2 separate regions of the Zea mays genome follow, and region 2 is linked to region 1. A link is a contact called in public Hi-C data. All regions are on one chromosome and are shown on one strand. Each heading gives the region's core, a stretch centred on a gene start, on an enhancer-like site or on the middle of the called end of the contact. The rest is flanking DNA. Distances are from core to core; before and after follow the strand shown. Region 1 holds the start of LOC100193310. Region 2 holds the start of LOC542212 (ribulose bisphosphate carboxylase small subunit 1).

Region 1 (3,785 bases), core at 568-3,067:
GTACATTACTTTTACGAAGTGAAAGCATTGCACCACCACTGATGAACCGCAGGATAGAACAGTAGAAGCAGGGAGATGCTGGAGCGAGGGAACAAAATCCCCATGGGGATATTGCATTGTTTCTTCAGGAGGCAGGCAGGCACACACATCAACTTCACAGTTTGTTCTCTATCGGACCCACAAATTAAGACATATAGGTACAGATGACACACACATACATACACACACATCTCTCTCTGTCTGTTGTCTCTCGTTCCAGCTCCTTGGCAGCTTGATGCTTCCTGCAAACCTCCCACGCATGCCCGGCCCCCTGCTACCAGATCCCCTACAGTAAGTAGGGTTTTCTGGAAGCCATGGAGAAGAAAATAAAAATTAAAAAAAAAAAACGGAACAGCAAAAAGGCAGCAGCATTCTTCTGGGGGCGGGGATGGAAGGAAGATTGCCCGGGAAACAAGGGATCTCTCTCCACTTCCTTCCTTCCTTTTTTTTTCTCCCCGTGTACAGGTCAATTCAATCCTGTCACTTCGTGTGCAAGTAGTACTAGGCGGCTGCTGCTGCTGCTAGCAACTACTACTGCTACTACTTTGGCTGTTTGGATTCTGCAGGCATAATCTTAAATCTCCTCGTCATGCTGGTATGGACTGCCCCTGACGTATTAGAAGTTCGAAAACTCGTTAGCTATGGTTTTATATATGATATGACGCGGGTCAAATTCTGATGGGTTTTTTTTCGTTCAGTGCTGACCAGTTGTTGTAAGCGTAGGGGCTTTGGTGCATGTAGCCGTACATCGCCGTTGGTGTCTCCGGCTCCGGCCCCGGGCCGCAGTCGAGGTTTACGCCGAACAGCCGGAGCCGCCGCGACGGTGGCGGCGGTGCCGAAGCTGCACTGCAGCTCCTGTTGTCTCTGTCGGACTGAGATTCTCCTGCAATTGTTCACCCCACAGCAGTGCATAAGAGGTATGAGAAAAGAGTGCATACAGATCTTTCTTTCTTTCGTTCTGTTACGAGCAGCAGTGTTTTTAATTTACCTGCATGTTGCATGTTGTTGCTGTGGTCATGGTCAGCTGAGTGGCGGTGGTAGGCATGCTGGGAATTGGCTGGGCTGCTGGTGGGGTACGAGTACGAGCCTGATGTGCTGTAGCACATTGGGCTCCAAGGCGACGGCTGCTGCTGCTGCTGGTGGTCTGCGCCAGCGCTCTGTGCAGGTGCCACTACTACGCGCACGGCAGCAGCAGCGGGGGGCACTGTTGTTGCAGCAGTAGCAGTAGTCTCGCCGCGGCGGCTGTGGCTGATGAACAGGCGGTCGGGCATGCCGAAACCACGCATCCTCTGGAAGCGCACGACGTCGCCGGCGTCAAGCTGCTTCTCCTTGACGTAGCGGCTCCAGCCCTTGGTGAGCACGTAGCTCTGGCTGCTGGTCCAGTACGAGTAGCGGAACCGCCACGGCTTGTTGGCGGCGGCAGCCTCGTCGTCGTCGTCGTCCTCGAAGCACAGGATGAGGCCTTTGTCGCCGGCGCCGCTGCTGCTGAGAGGGAAGTACCTCTCGGCGTGCTGCTTGGGGATCACCAGCCTGTTGAGCTTGCCCACGTCGCTCGGCGTCAGCGGCTTCTCGAACAGGTGCTCCTTCTCGTAGTGGTGGTGCTGCTGGTGGTGGTAGTGTAGGTTGGTGTACATGGCCACGCCCCAGGGCCAGGCCTGCGGGTGCTGGTGCTGCCCTTGGGAGAGATGGTTCGTGGCCATTTCTTGTGCAGCGAGGAAAGCTCTTGGGTGGCGGCGGTGGTGGGGAGTAGAGTAGCGCAGCGCAGTGATGGTGTGTGTGTGTCGCGTAGAGAACCATGCAGGTGTCTTGGCCAGGCATTTATAGCCCAAGAGCAGGAGGACTTTTGGGACGACGACGGAGCTAGCTAAGCTAGCTAGCGTCTACGCGAGACGTAGTATTAATATTCCCCCCCCCCCCCCCCCCCCCCCCCTGCTGGTACTACACAACATGAGGTCTTGATGCGTTTGATCTGGCTATTAGCATGGAGAAGGCTAGAGAGACAGGAGGAATCAAAGTGTGAAGGGCTTCAGAGGTGGGCGTGAGGCAGGTTATAAAATATGTAGTAGTAGGCTGGTGGTGAGGCCGGGCCGGGACGACGATCAGGTGGTGTACGTGGTGCTACTTCAAAGTTAGTGCCTGGACTGGACATTGTGTGTGTGTGGCCTAACCACAGCCATCCAGGGAGAGGGAGGTGGTGTAGGCCCTACCATTTTGCTTTCCATGTGCTCTGGTGGTGGTTGGAGCCTAGACGTACCACTGTCATTAGCACATTTAGCTACCCGGACCGTTTTTAACCCCGGCCGTCGATCTTGGATGGATGGACGGTGAGAGGAAGTCATGAGCATTATCCCATCGTCCCATAGATTGGCAGCAGTTTCTTCATGCCCCTGTGGTCCGCATGCATTGGGATAGCTGGTGGACAGTTACGTGTCAAGGGTACTACTGCTACTGCATGCATGATCTCGCAGGCCAGGCCAGGCCGGTGTGACATCTGGGGCATGTTTGGTTCCCTACCTAACTTGCCACACTTTGCCTAACTTTTCTGCCTAAGGTTAGTTCTTCAATTTGAACGACTAACCTTGGGCAAAGTGTGGCGTAGTTAGCCACGAACCAAACAGGCCCCTGATCGAGGCGCGCGCGTATGCTCTAACTATCCACGCACTGTTTTCTACTCGTACCGCCAGCCATGCATTTTTTTTTCTGATCCCAGATTCAATACGACCAAGGGGTTCTGCTAGACCTGTCTCATTCAATAATGAGGATATATCTGGTGCACATGGAAGCTTAGTGCACATGATACACATATTAAATCATAATCATCCATCTTAGATCTAACATATCTTGTTAATCATTGCAATTTACAAATAACACCTTCTATCACTACGTCCCACCACGTCAGAGGGTGTACTTAGCAAAATATATATAGATCTAAAATGAGTTGTGATGATTTAATATGTATAATATGCACTACCGGAATCCGAGGCTTTGCCGAGTGTTGGCCGCTTTGCCGAGTGCCTTTTGTCGGGCACTCGGCAAAGACGGCTTTGCCGAGAGCCGCCCTCGGTAACGTTAGGCTCTCGGCAAAGAGCCACTTTACCGAGTGCTGGACACTCGGCACAGGTGCACACTCGGCAAAGACACATTCGACACAGGGCAGACACTCGGCAAAGATAACTCCTTTGCCGAGTGTCACCAGGGACACTCGGCAAAGCCGCCGTCTCCGTCACCCGGCGCCGTAACGACTGCTTTTCTTTGCCGAGTGCTCTCTGACACTCGGCAAACCTCTTTGCCGAGTGCCCGAGAAAAAGCACTCGGCAAAGAAGGCTTTGCCGATGCACTGTTTGCCAAGCCTTCTTTGCCGAGTGCCACACTCGGCAAAGCCTTTGCCGAGTGCCACACTCGGCAAAGCCTTTGCCGAGTGTTTTTAAGGCTTCGCCGAGTGCTTCAGGCACTCGGCAAAGCGATTGATTCCGGTAGTGATGTGCATTAAACTTCCATTTACACCAGATACGTTCTCTTCAATAATAGGTGGCCGCTGACCACACCCAATAGGGCAGCAATGCAAGCAGGCTGCTTCCATGCAAACAAGCTGGTTCTGGCTGGATTCTTTACACAACTCATGCAATTGGCTGTAACATACTACTATATTTTTCTCACTCAACCCGTTCTTGCAGGACAACCTGTGCCTGCCTCCGTCGAGGACGCTATATGGCGGACACCAACCAACTGCAAATTAAAAGAGAGAA
Region 2 (3,785 bases), core at 887-3,386, 280 kb after region 1:
TTCTCTTGGGCAGGCTTAGGCAAGAAAGAACTCCAAGATCTCCTTCAAGAGGGCGCCAAGCTGCTTGTTCGGGCTACAAATACAAGAGGAGGAAATTAGATCTCTGGCCTCAGCGGATGAGATGGACGTGACGCTATACTTCACCTGGTGCTGCAGGATCCATGTGGTTTTGAGCAGGATGATTGTTTTGCTTCCTTTTTTCTTCTGAGGTTGGGTGTGGCTATGGTGTATGTCACCCCTTTAGCCCTTTTCACAACACTCTAGGTCATCTCTCTTCTCCTACCTTTTGGCTATCTGTGCCGTGCCTGTAATAGGAGTCCTCTGTCAAGTCATCTAAACCAGATAACTACTGTGATAGGGAAACTCTGTTGCGAGTTACCTTAGTTACTCTGCATTTACTTGACCTTCTGTATTGTATCTGGACCTGCTATATTTCTATTACGGTAATAATAGAAAATATATGGTAATAATAGAAATGGGGTTTTACTCGCTCGAAAAAAAAGAGAAGTAGCAGTGTGCCTTTGTCGTACATGTAAGAAAACGGCCGTCGACTTGCCTTGCAGTCTCCATCAGTAAAGCTGTGTATCGACAGTGGGAGTAGGCCGGTACAATCACTTGCCAATCATTCAAACTTTACATCATCTGATCTACTCGTGCGCTCTGTACCACATATTTTCTCTCTGGTTTTTCATTCGTTTCTCTGGTTTCATTTTGCTAGTGTTCTAGCACTACTTTATGTGTGATGTAAACATAAAACTGCATCTGTTGGCTTATTTCGTTTTCCATTCCACAAGATAGGTATATACATATATATGCAGTTTAATAATAGCATCACGCTTGTTGGTACATCTCGAATTCGTTCACTTAAGATCTCAAAAAAGACATAGGAAAGGAAAGAAGGAATTGAAGTGAAGAGGACACACATCCATTAATTAGCATATATATGATGAGACAGATATATAAATAAAAAGCACCAGTTATATATTAACTTAACACGGTGTCGTATAGTATTGTCGGCGCCTCGGCGGATTTATATATATAGTTTGTATCCATATTACATGTATATGATAGCCGGAGCTTGCATTCACATGTTCCTCACCCCAAGTATATATAGGCGTTGCAGTAGTTTTGTAGCAGGTATAGAGGTAGCCAATGCAAGGCCATGATTGCAACAATGGATACATCACATCCAGCAGAGAACTGCTGGAAAGCAAAGGAACCATGGCCGGGGAAAAGAAGAAAAAAAAAGGAAAAAAGGAAAGAAGAAACCAAGCAAGCAAAGGGTACACGGTGACCCGAAGCAAAACCGAACGACAGAGACGACGCATGGCACTAGCTACTAGCTCACGCAGGAGCTAGCTAGCTAGCTAGCCGGCGGGGGGCGGCCGGCGGGCGCGGTCTAGTCGCTGCCCGGGGGCTTGTAGGCGATGAAGCTGACGCACTGCGTCTGCTTGATGTTGTCGAAGCCGATGACGCGGTGGAAGGCGTCCGGGTAGGATTTGATGGCCTCCTGCAGCTCCTTGTACACCTGGGTGGCGTCGTTGCAGCCGAACATGGGCAGCTTCCACATGGTCCAGTAGCGGCCGTCGTAGTAGCACGGGGAGGTGGAGTTCTCGCGGTACACGAAGCCGACCTTGCTGAACTCGAGGCAGGGTATCCAGCCGTTGCGCAGCAGGTAGTCCACCTGCTTCAGCAGGTCGTCCGTCGACAGCGGCGGCAGGTACGACAGCGTCTCGAACTTCTTGTTGCCGTAGGCCGGCCACACCTGCACGTAGTACGTGTGTTTTGGTTCGTTTGGGGTTGGGAAATGGGATGGGATGGGCAACACACATCAGTCCATGCATGGATCATCAGTTCCCTTCCTATTACTAACTCGCTAGCTGCAGCTGCTGCAATGCAAAGAACTACTAGCTAGGATGCATTTGTTACCTGCATGCACCGGATCCTTCCGCCGTTGCTGACGTTGCCGAGGCTTCTGGAGGAGCGGCGGGCGACGGGGAGGCTGGCGGTGGACTTGAGCCCCTGGAACGGAGCGACGGCGGTGGCCGACGAGGCCATCATCACGGTGGGCGCCATGGCTGCCTGGCTGCCTAGTATGTATGTACTCGCTGCTTGCTTGCTTGCTTGGGTCGTCCTGTAGTAGGCTCCCCCACACCGACGGCATATATAGAGGGGGAGAGTGTGCGACGGGATGGCCGGCTCCGGCTCTCGTTGGGGGCAGGACGCAGTACAGGACAGGACGAAGCGGATGTGGGACGAGTGGCCACCGTTCTCCCGTGGCCGCGCCCGGCCAGCCTGGCCCTATCCTGATCGCGTCCGCCACCACATGTCGCGTCCCCGTGGCGCGCCTTATCGCCTGCGCGCCATGGTTGGACTATGCGTGATGTGCCAGGGACTTGTAGATAGGAGGAAGCGCAGTTTAGGCTCGTCGCGGTTCTGGGCAAAGACAAAACAGTTTTGGGCTTGGGCTTCGGCTTCGGCTTCGGCTGCGTCTGCTTGCAGTTTTGGCTCTTTGCATCGTCTGCTGCTCTCTCACCTGAGGCACTGACGCCGGCCCTGTTTGGATCTACAGAATTGGGCTGAATTCAAGTCAGTTTCCAGGATGGCTTGTTTGGCAGCGCATTGAAATTGGAAAGTGACAGTAGAATTTTTTGGCATATATATGCGCCTTACTTAGCTACCTCGAATTCATGGCAATTCCGCCTCTTGTCTTTTATCGGGCGTCGTCCACGAGCGCCTACGCCTTCCCCAACCATTCCACCTATTCTATTTTTCTACAAAAAAAATAATTACCCCAGCCTCAGCTATTTATGAAAAATATATGAACTTTCGCTAGAGTTGCATTTGAATTCCCCACGTCTGTCATCAGTCATCACGAAAGAAAGGTAAATCTAAAACTCCTCCTAAAAATGTTATTTAATTACCCAAACATGCCTAAAACTGCATTTAAGGATATCTACTATGAAAGGTATTGCAAAATAACACACTAAATGTGCCATTTATCTTTGCAAGCCGCGGATGCAGATCTAGCGCCAGATTAAAGGGAGCTCGATTCATGGATATATGTTCTTTTTCAAAGAATGTTTATGGTCGATGTTTGTTATTTTTTTCGTTTTGCGAAACCGTATGCAAGAAATTACAAAAGGTGGGGAACTTTTTGTTTTCATAATCAAAAAAATATGTCTTTTAGATTACGCGTATCTAAGCAATGTAAATACGCTAAATTTGTGTCTTACTTATGTACCTACGTGCTCAATTAACTAAATATTCCACATATTTTTGTCTTACCAATATAATCTATTATAGAAAATAATTCAACAACCATAGAAATATGCATAAATTTTTCTAGACTACACATTCTACCATTTCTCTACTGATATAAGGTCCTGTCCTTAAGCAACCTAGTTTTTAAGAAGCCAGATTCTATCTCTAATTTCCAGAAATTGGTTTATAAAAACAACTGGTTAATCGTGTTTGTAACCATCTCAATTTCTATAAATTAGTTTTAGCTAGGGGAGGCTAGCTTCTTGGTTTTAAGAAACCGAGAATCCAGTTTCCATAAACAAGCACATAAACTGATATGTTTGAAACCACCTCATCTTGATAAACCAATTTCTTAAAACTGGGAGCTTCCATACAGACCCTTAAGCATCAGTTTTTCTCGTTTCCACCGTCGTCCATTTAAAAAATCCTTATGCATTTTATAATCTAACCCACGGTCTAACAACTACAACACATACAAGGCAAAACCGCATTCTTGTGTCACTTTCCAATTCAATGCGTTG

The links. Hi-C and Micro-C count contacts between places; a contact is called where the count stands out from the background.
Region 2: a Hi-C map of tassel shows a contact between it and region 1, with 4 times the contacts expected there. The contact joins the promoter of LOC542212 here to the promoter of LOC100193310 in region 1. A contact is called at or near these places in 2 of 25 Hi-C or Micro-C datasets (ear and tassel).

What each region holds. Positions count from the first base shown.
Region 1 is chr4:195,899,186-195,902,970 of Zm-B73-REFERENCE-NAM-5.0, forward strand. LOC100193310 reads right to left here and starts at 1,818. Exons shown (of 3, transcript NM_001138448.2): 1 at 1,028-1,818; 2 at 745-922; 3 at 145-647. The coding sequence starts at 1,739. The coding sequence ends at 614. LOC103654372 (a long non-coding RNA gene) reads left to right here. Exons shown (of 5, transcript XR_004857900.1): 4 at 1-956; 5 at 3,714-3,785.
Region 2 is chr4:196,175,965-196,179,749 of Zm-B73-REFERENCE-NAM-5.0, forward strand. LOC542212 (ribulose bisphosphate carboxylase small subunit 1) reads right to left here and starts at 2,137. Exons shown (of 2, transcript NM_001111824.1): 1 at 1,930-2,137; 2 at 1,148-1,765. The coding sequence starts at 2,076. The coding sequence ends at 1,400.